2 separate regions of the Sus scrofa genome follow, and region 2 is linked to region 1. The links are chromatin contacts, called in public promoter capture Hi-C maps. All regions are on one chromosome and are shown on one strand. Each heading gives the region's core, a stretch centred on a gene start, on an enhancer-like site or on the middle of the called end of the contact. The rest is flanking DNA. Distances are from core to core; before and after follow the strand shown.

The links. Promoter capture Hi-C pulls out the DNA fragments that hold promoters and counts their contacts.
Region 2: a promoter capture Hi-C map of liver shows a contact between it and region 1, with 5 times the contacts expected there. The contact joins the promoter of EVA1A here to the promoter of GCFC2 in region 1. A contact is called at or near these places in 1 of 5 promoter capture datasets (liver), 11 of 47 Hi-C or Micro-C datasets (alveolar macrophages, embryonic fibroblasts, epiblast stem cells and 8 more) and 1 of 2 datasets of contacts at active chromatin or transcription factors (alveolar macrophages).

Annotation. Positions count from the first base shown.
Region 1 is chr3:67,544,885-67,550,807 of Sscrofa11.1, forward strand. GCFC2 (GC-rich sequence DNA-binding factor 2) reads left to right here and starts at 2,919. Exons shown (of 17, transcript XM_021087312.1): 1 at 2,919-3,253. The coding sequence starts at 2,977. It overlaps LOC106509776 (a long non-coding RNA gene), which reads right to left and starts at 2,857. Exons shown (of 3, transcript XR_001307629.2): 1 at 2,401-2,857; 2 at 1,408-1,468.
Region 2 is chr3:67,708,114-67,714,036 of Sscrofa11.1, forward strand. EVA1A (protein eva-1 homolog A) reads left to right here and starts at 2,802. Exons shown (of 2, transcript XM_021087316.1): 1 at 2,802-2,934. The coding sequence starts at 2,802.

The DNA of each region.
Region 1 (5,923 bases), core at 1,669-4,168:
GGTATAACTGAATCACTTTGCTATACACCTGAAACTAACACAACATTTTAAGTCAACTAAACTTCAATTTAAAAAAAAAAAAAAAAAAAAAAAAAAAAAAAAAGAGTTCCCGTCGTGGCGCAGTAGTTAACGAATCCGACCTGGAACCATGAGGTTGCGGGTTCGGTCCCTGCCCTTGCCCAGTGGGTTAACGATCCGGCCTTGCCATGAGCTGTGGTGTAGGTTGCAGACGCAGCTCGGATCCCGCGTTGCTGTGGCTCTAGCGTAGGCCAGTGGCTACAGCTCCTATTAGACTCCTAGCCTGGGAACCTCCATATGCCGTAGCAGCAGCCCAAGAAATGGCAAAAAGACAAAAAAAAAAAAAAAAAAAAAAAAAAAAAAATACACAATGGGAAAGAAAAGTCTCTTCAACAGATGGTGTTGGTGTTGGGGAAACTGTATAGCCACAGGCCAAAGAATGAAACTGGACCCTTATCTTATACCTGACACAAAAATCAATTCAAAATTCATTAAATACTTAAATGTAAAATTTTTAAAAGAAAATAAAGGGGGAAATCTTCATGACATTGGTCTTGGCAATGGCTTTTTGTATATGAGGCCAAAAGCACAGACAACAAAACCAAAAGTAGAGAAATGGGACTACATCAAACTAAAAGGCTTCTGCCCAGCAAAGGAAACTTTCAGCAGGGTGAAAAGGCAACCTAGGGAAAGTGGGGAAAATATCTGCAATACATATGCCTGATAAGAGATTAATATCCAACACATACAAAGTACTACAGTCCATTTACAAAGCAAAACCAGCCACAACAAAATCAAATAACCCAATTTCAAACCGATAAAATATTTGAATAGGCTTTCTCCACAGAAGCCAACAAGTATGTGAAAGATGCTTCACATCAGTAATCATCAGGGAAATGCAAATCAAAACCAAGAAGATATCACTTCGAATCTATTAGGATGTCCAGTACCAATCAGCCAATCAATAGTCAACAAGTGTTGCAAGGTTGTGGAGAAACTGGAACGCTTGCACACTGTTGGTGGTAACGTGAAATGCTGCAGTTGCTATGGAAAACAATACGGAAAGTCCTTCAGAATTTAAAAATAAAACTACCATGTGATCCAGCAATCCCACTTCTGGGTATTTACCCAGAAGAATTGAAATCAAGATCTTGAAGACATTTGCACTCCCACATTCACTGCAGCACTAATTCACAATAGCCAAGATGTAGAAGCCACCTAAATATCCATTGTCCAATGAATAGATAAAGAAAACGTGGTATATACAGACAATAGAATATTATTCAGCCTTTAAAAAGAAGGAACCCCTGCAATATGCTACAAAATGGATGGACTTTGAAGATATTACTTTAAGTCACAGAAGGATAAATATTGCATGGTTCTACTTACATGAGGTATCTGAAAGGGCCAAACTCATAGAAGCAGAAAGGAGAATGGTGGTTGCCAGGGTCTAGGAGGAGAAGGAACAAAGAGTTAAATTACAACAGGTAAAACATTTCAGTTAAAATGACAAAGTTCTAGAGATGTGCTTTACAACAATGTGCTTATAATTCACAATACTGTACTGTACACTTAAAATTTTGTTAAGAGGGTAGATCTGATGTTAAATATTTTGAGTATATATTTTTTAAGTAATTTCCAATCTGTAGGGCTAACTTGGATGTACTAACTGATCATCAGGACCAGGACCTCCATGCATATTGCGACCCTCTGGTCCCAGGCCAAGGATCTCATCATAGTAAATGCAAGAAAAAAAAATGATGCTGAAAAAATGAAAGCACAAAGGTCCATACTTTTATAGATGCATTTCCACAAAACTGTTTTTAATTGCCAAAGAACAGTGTGATACTTTACTTACAAATAAGACTTATCAAAATTTTTATCTGATAAATTTTGACATAATTTGGCTTAACATGGCAATATATCCATTACTTATAACAAGACAGAAAGAAAAAATAGCTCTATGAGAAAGGAGGCATTTTCCAAAAGATTGACATAATCCTTTTGTAAGTAGCACATTTATCACTAGAGGGCGCTCAGAACCCACTAACCAATGCCTAATAACGCTGACTAAAACATTTCACTAATGGGAAGAAAAAAAAAAAAACAAAACGGCTTAAGTAATACATTGGTTTCCAAAAGTTGGAGAATATTTCATATGCCAATTTTCTTCAGTTACTAACCTCTGAAAATTTAAGTTATTTTAAAAAGGTGAATAATGCAAAGTCTCCTAATAACCAGCTAATCAATAAGTTAGTATTGTAAATAAGTATAGTGGGGATAGATAAGATATATGGCGTTATTCATGCTCTCTGGGGGGGGGGAAATCCTAATATTCATGAGAAAGGGCAAATAATATAAGATAGTGATGATTATGGGTACCTGGAAAGGCTTCTTGCTCTCTGGTTGCTCTTTACTTGTTTCTATCTGTAATTCTAAGAGGCCATCCTTTTTATCTCTGTGCTTTTCTTCTTGATTGTTGCTTACTTGTGCAGTATCATTTCTGTGTAGATGTTACTGTTTAGCTTCCAGAGACAATCTCTTACACAGTGTAGGCTTATTTGTTTTAATTCTTGTTTAGAAAGAGAACTTCACTTTCTCCAGAAAGTCGAAGAGTGGATCCAGTCCAGGATGTGGGCACAACGCCTGAGTCCCAGACAGGGTTTGCACAAAGAGAGCCTGTGAGTGCTGCTCTCCATAGCAGTTAGCTTGAGGAACCTGCGGTAATCTCTTCGCGAGCACCTGCATAAACTGACCTTGCAAAGAGAACGCCGCACATCCCTAGAAACCCCGGGAGACGAGTTGGGTCGTACAGAACGAAAAAAGAAAACTACGCATGCGCATGGCGAAGCCGGCGTCGAAGCCGCTTGGCTCCCGCGCGCTTACGGGGCGGCGAGGCGGGAGGCGGGAGCGTGCGCCTGCGCGGAAGCCGTAGACCTGGTGTGTCTGGGTTCGGTCATGGCTCACAGACCGCAGAGGACTTTTCGGCAGCGCCGAACTGACTCTAGCGACAGCGACAGCGGCCAGGAACCAACTGCCGAACCAGGGGTGCCCGGAGAGCAAGTAGCCCCGGGCCCTGCGGAGGAAGGAATGCTGTCCGAAGGAGGCTGCGCGGAAGTGGCAGAACGGCTCCGCCGGGCCCGGGGCGGGGGCCGGGGCCGGGGCCGGGTCTGGGCGAGTTCCCGGCGCGCGGCGAAAGCGGCTCCGCGCTTGGACCCAGGATCGGATGCCCCAGGTGACACAGGGCGGCGGCGTGGGTGCCCGGGGCGGGGGCGGGAGGAAGACCCCGAGGAGTTAGGGTGGTTTCGGATCTAACCCGGTGCTTACCAGGATGTGGGCTGCATCGCAGGAATAGTAAGCATGACAGCCTGCTTGCGAACACCCGCCCGCTGCTGGCATCTCCACACTGGGCTCCCAGGGGCAGTAGAATGAATCCTGTTAAGTTTGGGCTCCTCTGTTTTGCAACATCAAATGAACCTTCACCAATTATAGCTTTAGTGCTGCACCTGATGCTTATGAGGAACCTAAATCGCCCCAGAAGAGTTAAAAAATTTTCTGATATTTCTAAGTAAGTGGTAATACTTTCTGGAAACGTCCCTAATTGTTTTTCTAGAAAACATCTAACTGGATGGAATGGTACGCTGGAAAAATTTAGGTGACAGGCTTTGGGACATTTTACTTTTTTTAATTTAAACCATTATTTAAAGAAAAGATTATGTCACTAACAGTAGGTAAATGACACTGTAGACTGCCAATAATGATGTTAAATACAATGTAAATTTTGAGATACCTTTGTGTTCCTAAAAATAGGATTCAGGTAGCATCAAGTTGTTTACATAAGGTGTGTTCTTTTTTGAAATGGAGTTTAATAAGAATGGTTAGTCGAGGAAAAAAATTCTCACCACTCTTCGGTGATTTCTTAGTCAGTGTTATAATCACTTGTTTATATGAAGTGTGATTTTTTTTAAATGCTTTTGTATGTTAAGTCATCTGGTTAAACTATCAGGGAGAATTGAGGCCAGCACTTGCTGTTTCACTTGCTTTGTAAAACAGTGGTACTCAAGCTTTTTGGTCTTGAGTATAAAGGGTAAACCTTCATACTTTTAAAAATTATTAACGATCCCAAAGAGCTTTTGGTTCTGTAGATTATTCTGTAATATTTGCCGTATTAGAAATTAAGATTAAATTTTTACTCTTTTAAAATTAATTCATTACATGTAAGGAAAGAAACTTTTTTTATGAAAAATAACTATTTGCCAAAAAAGAGTAAGAGTATCATTGTTTTGACTTGGGGTTTTTTATTTTGTTCTGTTTTTGTTTTTTGTTTTTATGGCTTTTGAGGTTTTTTTGGCCAATCCCGCTGGATGTGGAAAAACTAGAGCCAGGAATCAAAATCTATGCCACAGCAGCGTTCTGATCCACAACAGTGCTCACATTGGGTCCTTAACCTGCTATACCACCAGGGAACTCCAGAGTGACGTCGTTTTGAGTTTGAATCTCTTTAACATCTAGCATAATGGGAGACAGCTGAATTCTCAAAACTATTTCTGTATTCAACCTGTTTAAATATATTTTGTTTTTGATTTTGAAGAAAAGCACAGATAGATGGTTACCAGTCCTCAATAGCCTTTTTGGTTTATGGAGGTTATTGTGCTTTAATGTGACAATGCAGCTCTCAACACGTGATACATTCTCAAAGGTTAGTTTGCAACATGGAAGCTAAAACTCTATCTTCTTTTTTTTTTTTTTGTACTCCATTAGATTAAAATCTTTTGGTGTGTTTTGTACTTTAAAAGAATCTTTTACCCAGGTATGAGTAGTAACATCATGCATTGATTCTTTGAGAAGTGTTGGTTCACTGAGTTGCAGTTTTTGCAGGTGTTGGTATATCTAATTACACGCTATCCAAAAAAACCCTCAATGCTACTACTATATCATCAGTCTTTTAGTATTGGAAAGCTATCAAGTTCTCAAGAGGATATAAGTTTTCTCAAAATTCCAGCCTTCATTTGAAATCAATAATTCTTGAAGTGATATTTTGCTCATTTTGAGAATGTTTGTCAGATATCCATGTCTGAATAAATAGTTTGTCATTCTCTGAAGGCAAATGGTATTCCTGCTCAAATGCAGTGGCAAAGTTCAACTTGCATCTCATCACACAGTGCTTTTTCTTGAGGCAACCATTGCATTTGAGTATGCCCCAGAAGTACTTTATGCATGCTTCCATTTTGATTTACAGAATATTAAAAAGATACGTCCTCAGGATCAAGATTTAATAAAATTTTGCATTGCTTCATTAAGAAACGTGAGTGAAACTGGATGTTTTTATTGCCACTGCATGTTAGCAAAGAAGCTACTACTGCTTCTGTGGTCATATCCCTGTTATGACTCAGACTGAAATATCAGCAGTTTTACCAACCCCTGTTTTTACTTCATTTTGTAAATATCAATGGTAAAGTGTGTGTAACATGTTAATAGTGTGATGGAAGCAGTTTTGGCTTATAGCTGTCTAAAAGTGTTCGAGAGACCTCTAAGGGTTGATGGACTATACTCTTAAGAACCATTGCTTTGGTGTAACTTTTCTTCACTTTAGGAAGATATAGGAGTTGTCATAAATAGCAGTAGCTAAGAAAGATGTAAACTGTAGCTATTTTCCTCTGTCTTTTAAGTTTGGTTTCTTAACTCTAGACTTTTTTGAAATGTATAAGGGATATAAACATCTAATTAAGGGATGTTTTTAAGGTAAAGAGTACTATTTATGTAATCTTGAGTTTTAAGGTTATTCACAAATATGACAAAATAATTGTGAATTAACAAGTCCTTTCTTTGTCAATAATACCATGAATTCCTTTACATTTTGTTCATTCAGTTCTTGAATACCTCTGTGAGAGTTATCATTGAATAT
Region 2 (5,923 bases), core at 1,552-4,051, 160 kb after region 1:
TTTTTAATTCTTTGGGACACTGACATACTGTTTCCCATAGTGCTTCTACAATTTTACCTTCCCACCAGCAGTATAAGTGCTTCTCTCCACAACCTCTCCATCACTTGTTATTTTCTGTTTGTTTATTTTTATAGTAGCCATCGTAATGGATGTGGGATGGTGTCTCCTTTTGTTTTTGATTTGCATTTCCTGATGATTAGTGATGTTTAGCATCTTTTCATGTGCTTGTTGTTGGCCAGTCATAAATCTTCTTTGGGGAAATATCAAGTCCTTTGCCAGGTATTTAATCAGGTTGTTTTTTGTTGTAGTTGAGTCGTAGGGGTTTTTAAAAAATGTAATCCAGATATTAACTCCTCATCAGATATATGATTTGCAAATATTTTCTCCCATTTCATGGGCTGTCTTTTCATTCTGTTGATTGTATCCTTTGAGGCCCAGAAGTTTAAGTTTTGATGTAGTCCAAATTATCTATCTTGCCTGGGCTTTTGGTACCATATCCATGAAATCATTGCCAAATCTAGAATCATGAAACTTTCCCCTTATGTTTTCTTCAACAGTTTTATAGTTTTAGCTCTTCCATTTAGGTCTTTTATCCATTTTTAGTTAATTTTTTAATATGGTATAAGGGTTCAATTTCGTTCTTTTGCATGTGGATATCCAGTTTTCTCAATACGACTGTTCTTTCCAGATTGAATAGCCTTGGCTTCCTTGTTAAAAATAGTTTAACCATATATTTAAGGTTTTATTTCTGGGCTCTCTATTTTATTCCATCTTCCACATGCCTGTCTACACTGTTTTGTTTTTTTGTTTGTTTTGTTTTTGTTTTTTGGCTGCACTTGTCACATATGGAAGTTCCTGGGCCAGGGATCAAATCCAAGCCCCAGGTGTGACCTACGCCATAGCTATGGCAATGCTGTATCCTCAGCCCACCATGCCACAGTGGGAACTCCTTGTCTGTACTGTTTTGATTATTGTAGCTTTGTAATAAGTTTTTGAATTCAAGAAGTGTGAGATTTCTAACTTTGTTTTTGTTAAGATTGTTTTGGCCATTTGGATTTCTTGATAATATATAAGAATTTTAGTATGGGTTTTTCTATTTCTAAACAAAGAATGTCCTTTGGATTTTGAGACTAATGTAGAACTTTTGCATTCTCTCTTAAACATTAGCCAGATAGGATAAGAAGGGGGAGGACATTTAGGAAAAAGGAAGAGGATTTCCAGATTTCTTTAGTTTCCCAAAATACACTAAGCTGGTATTATTGGAGCATTAGGCATCCTGTACCTCTGTGTATATGTGTAAGAATGTAGACTTGGGTAGGAGATAAATTAGGAGCTAAAATAGAGGTCAGATATTGTTAAGTGCATGTGTGTTGTATCAAGAAGTTTAATGGAGATTAGTTGAAGGGTAGAACTATGGAGTGAAGTGATCAGATTTATACTATATAAAGATAACCCTGTTGGTGAGAGTGGGTGCTAGATTGGATAGGGAAGAGGTATTGGAAGAAGCATCATGTAGGAGACTGTTGGAAAACCCCCAGAAATGAATTGATGAGACTTGCACTATGGTAGAATTAATGGAGATAAACAGGAGGAAATGGGCCTGAAACAGCTTTGTCCCACTATATACTCAAAAATATTCCAGTGACTTCACTCTCTTGCTAGTCCTAAAGTCCTCAGAACAGTCTCTGAACTCAGAGTGGTAGTTCCAACTCTTCGCCTGTGTCATCTAGTTGTCACTTTTTAAGAGCTTGAATGACTGTTGAGGGAATCTCTGTCTTCTGGCTCAGAAGGATAGGGGGCCCTCCACAGAGGCTAGCTCCTTCTCAGAGCCCCCAAGCTCCTGGCTCCTCATCCTGCCACTCTCTGGGCCTCTGGCTGCTCCAAGGACCTTGTGTTCATTTCTGTCTTACCCATGGGTTGGTCTGTCTTTCCTTGCCATGGTCTTCCCTAAGCCCATTGGAATCCACTAAAGTAAGAGTTGTCTTATCTGTTGTGACCCATGCCATCCACCTATGAAACTGCAGCTCTCTCTCTAAATGTGATCCATGTGACCCACCTGAGAACCTGTTTCTTCTGCAAGGACTGGAGCCTTCTACTTCTCTAGCTTTTCCTAACCTGACATCCCTCCTTACCCTGTGACTGACTGTGCATATGGGTTTCACTGGCCCATCACAGTCGCAGGTGGATTCGTGAAGCCTGGGGCAGGGGGTGGGCTCAAGCTCCCAAGTTCTCAGAGCTGTTTTCAAACTGGAACCACTTTGGAAGTTCTGGAATAGTCGGCTCTGACTCATTGCCAAGAATGCACACTCAGTGATAAGTGGGATGAGGCAAACTGATCAAAGTACACAAGTGCCATCAGTACAGGGGAGAGCAGAGCCAGGTGAAGAGCAGGCTGTGGCTTGGGGTTAAAATGCAGTGATTAGAGGGATGATGGACTATGCCTCAGAGGCAAACCAGGGAGAATGCAATGAAAAGTATCAAGGAAAGGTGAAGGAGAAGTGTTAAAAAGGGAATTTTGGAGAAGATGAGGAAGAAAAAGGAGAGAGGCTAGAGAAAAACAGATTTAAGGGGTCGCTGTTTCCTTGAAAGCCAAGAAGCTTGTAGAGCAAAGAGGACAAGATCCCAGATCTTTGCAGCCACCTGGCTGAGAAGGTTGGCTGGCATTTAGGGGACTAGCTTTTGATCTTGAGCCCAGGCTACCCGGAACATGGCCTCAGGAAATCACAATGTGTTCTCATCACTTACTTTGTGTTCCCAAACAGAAGAGAAGAGAGGGAGGGTGGCCAACTTGATCCAGCTGAAGCATCTCCAGGAGGCCTCCTCTGGATGTCCCATCGAGGCTGCCCTTCTGCTACAACGCGGAATTGGTGATCCCCGAGCACGTGGACATGGCTTTGCTCAGCAATATCCTAGCAGCCTATTCCTTTGTCTCAGGTAGTTGTCCAATCTTGGCTGAGCCAGGGCTGAGGTGTGGGGCTGGGCTGAGCTGTCTCCTGGGTGGGGTTTCTGGCCTTACACTCAGGAGAGAGATGCTCTGCCGTCATGACAGAGGGGCTCTGCAGGACTCAGTTTTGAGATGAAATGTCTTCTGGTTTGAGAGTTAAGCTTGACATCCTCTAATCTGGCAAATGGGGGTTCTAAGAGCTTCATCTTGGTGAAAATGTTTGGTTTCCTTTTGCGCTTAAATGAGTGAAATGAAGTAGCCTGGGGCTTCTGTCATTAAGCATTTGACTATGATGTGAAAGGTTAGAATAGAGTGCTCTCAGCCTAATTATTTCTAGGTAGTGGTTCTCAACCCCACTCAGGGCCTGTGTGTGTGTGTGTGTGTGTGTGTGTGTGTGTGTGTGTGTGTGTGTGTGTGTGTGTATTCTGTGTTTGAGGGGCTGTTTGAGGTGTTTGATAACCTTCTGGGAGACATTCAGACAGAAAGTGCTTGAATCTGGGAGAGTCTAATATTTGCCTCTTCCTTGGTCCAAAGTTGTTTTCTTTTAGGAAAATGACGGATTTTTTTCCTCAAGAGCATTTCCTTTTTTTTTTTTTTTTTTTTTCCTATTTTCTTTTTAGGGCCGCACTTGCAGCATATGGAGGTTCCCAGGCTAGCGACTGAACTGGAGCTGGAGCTGCCAGTCAAAGCACAGCCATAGTAACTTGGGATCTGAGCTGCGTCTGTTACTTACACCACAGCTCACGGCAACACCAGATCCTTAACCCACTAAGAAAGCCCAGGGACCAAACCTGCATTCTCATGAATACTATTTGGGTTTGTTACTTTTGAGCCACAACGGGAACTCCTCTTCAAGATCATTTCTTGAGAACAGGAGCTATTCATATAAAAGGAGTCATTTAAAAATACATGAAAATGTACCTTAATAAGGTGAAATTTTTAAACATACATGAAAATGCTCTACAATTTGATGACCAAACTGATTTTCTGTTGCTTGAGTGAGGTTTTTTTTTTTTTTTTGGTCTTTTCTAGGGCCACACCCACAGCATATGGAGGTTCCTAGGCTAGGGGTCAAATCGGGGCTGTAGCCACTGGCCTACACCACAGCTCACCACAACACTGGATCCTTAACCCAGTGAGAGAGGCGGGGGATCGAACCTGCAACCTCATGATTCCTAGTTGCATTCGTTAACCACTGAGCCACGACGGAAACTCCCTTGAGTGAGTTTTTAAGTTTCGGGTAGCTTGCTTTTGCTTTATTTTATTTTGTTCCACATCTCTGGTTGCTGTAAAAAAAAGAAAGGGCTGAGGCTCTGATTAAGTTTCTCCTGGGGGAAATGGTTTAATTTTCTAGCTCTCTAGTCAGTGTTGATATGTGGTTACCTCAGAGTTCAGATGCAAACCTGAATTTCTATTTACAATGGCAAATCCAAGCCAAGTCTGAGGGTAAAGGAAGTTCATGGCTTCTCTTTGAGAAAGCATTTTGCACGATGTGCAACCTGAGTTTAGAAAGGAGAACTTCTCAGAAACCTGGCCACTCTTGGTGGTTGGCAAGATGAAGCAGGTAGTTTTCACCTGCCTCAAGTCCAAGGTTTTCCCTTCTCAGACAGCAAAGGCTCAGGTCATCAGCCAGCTCCTCACCTCCCTAAGGAAGTTCAGTTCCTGGGGCCTCCTCACCTGGGTACCCACACATCAGAGGAGTCTCAGTTCTGCTCTTTCTTCTAGGCTACTCTGGGGAGAAAGGACATTGGAGCTAGAAAAGAGATATTTGAACCAGGTATCATGTTTTCACAAGCCATTGAATGATGATCCCCTCAACTCTATAGTGGAGACACCCCAAAATCAAGTGGGGGGAGTGACAGGGAGGGCCTGGAGTTTCCAAGGCCTCAGATGACATTTGCAAATAAGCTGTTATAAGAAAATATCTCGGGTGAGGGCAAACAGGCTACTCAGCTTTGGAGCTCTGCTCAGCACAGGAAGTACCTGGCAGCTTTCCATTTCGTTCAGCATGACCCTGAGTTGTGATCCTTGAGTGTGGTAACTCACTGAACAGCCGGGTGTTTACAGGTGTCTCATGATCTTGTTAAGGTGAAAGGGCGCATGGTCCTGTTTTTCTCCCCATTTCAACCTTTTCTTTTCCCATTCCATATTCTGGAATTAAATATTGCTTAGGATGTAGGAAGAAAATGTTTCTTTTAAGTAAATAAGGGCTGAGATAAAAGAGAATGTAAGGAAATGGAAAATAGTATGGCTAAATACAATGCATTAGATCCAGTAAATAGACTTGGTGGTTAAAAATTCATTCTGAGGAGTTCCCATCGTGGCGCAGTGGTTAACGAATCCGACTATGAACCATGAGGTTGCGGGTTCGGTCCCTGCCCTTGCTCAGTGGGTTAACGGTCCGGCGTTGCCATGAGCTGTGGTGTAGGTTGCAGACGCGGCTCGGATCCTGTGTTGCTGTGGCTCTGGCGTAGGCCGGTGGCTACGGCTCTGATTCAACCCCTAGCCTGGGAACCTCCGTGTGCCGTGGGAGCGGCCCAAGAAATAGCAACAACAACAATAACAAAAAAGACAAAAGACAAAAAAAAAAAAAAAATTCATTCTGAGTATGATGGGGGTACACTGCCTGACTATAAAGGAAATGAATTTAAAAATTTTTAATCATAAAAGTGAATATAACAGAATAATCATTCTTTTAAAAGGAGAAAATAGAGTAAATGGATGAGAAACAATAATGAAAAGTATGCTAGAAGAAAATCATAGAAAATTTCCTAATTTTGTAGCTCTCTCATATTCTCATTTAGTTGTGTCATCTTAAACTGCATAGGGGCCCCTGATCTTGCCTATTTTCTCCCAGCTTATCAGTTGCCCTCTTATCTTGCCCATGTGGTCCATCATTTCAGCAACATACTTGCTAATACACATAACTCCTTTATTCCTTTGTCTAGTTTCTGATTAAACTACCAGGCAATATCCCAA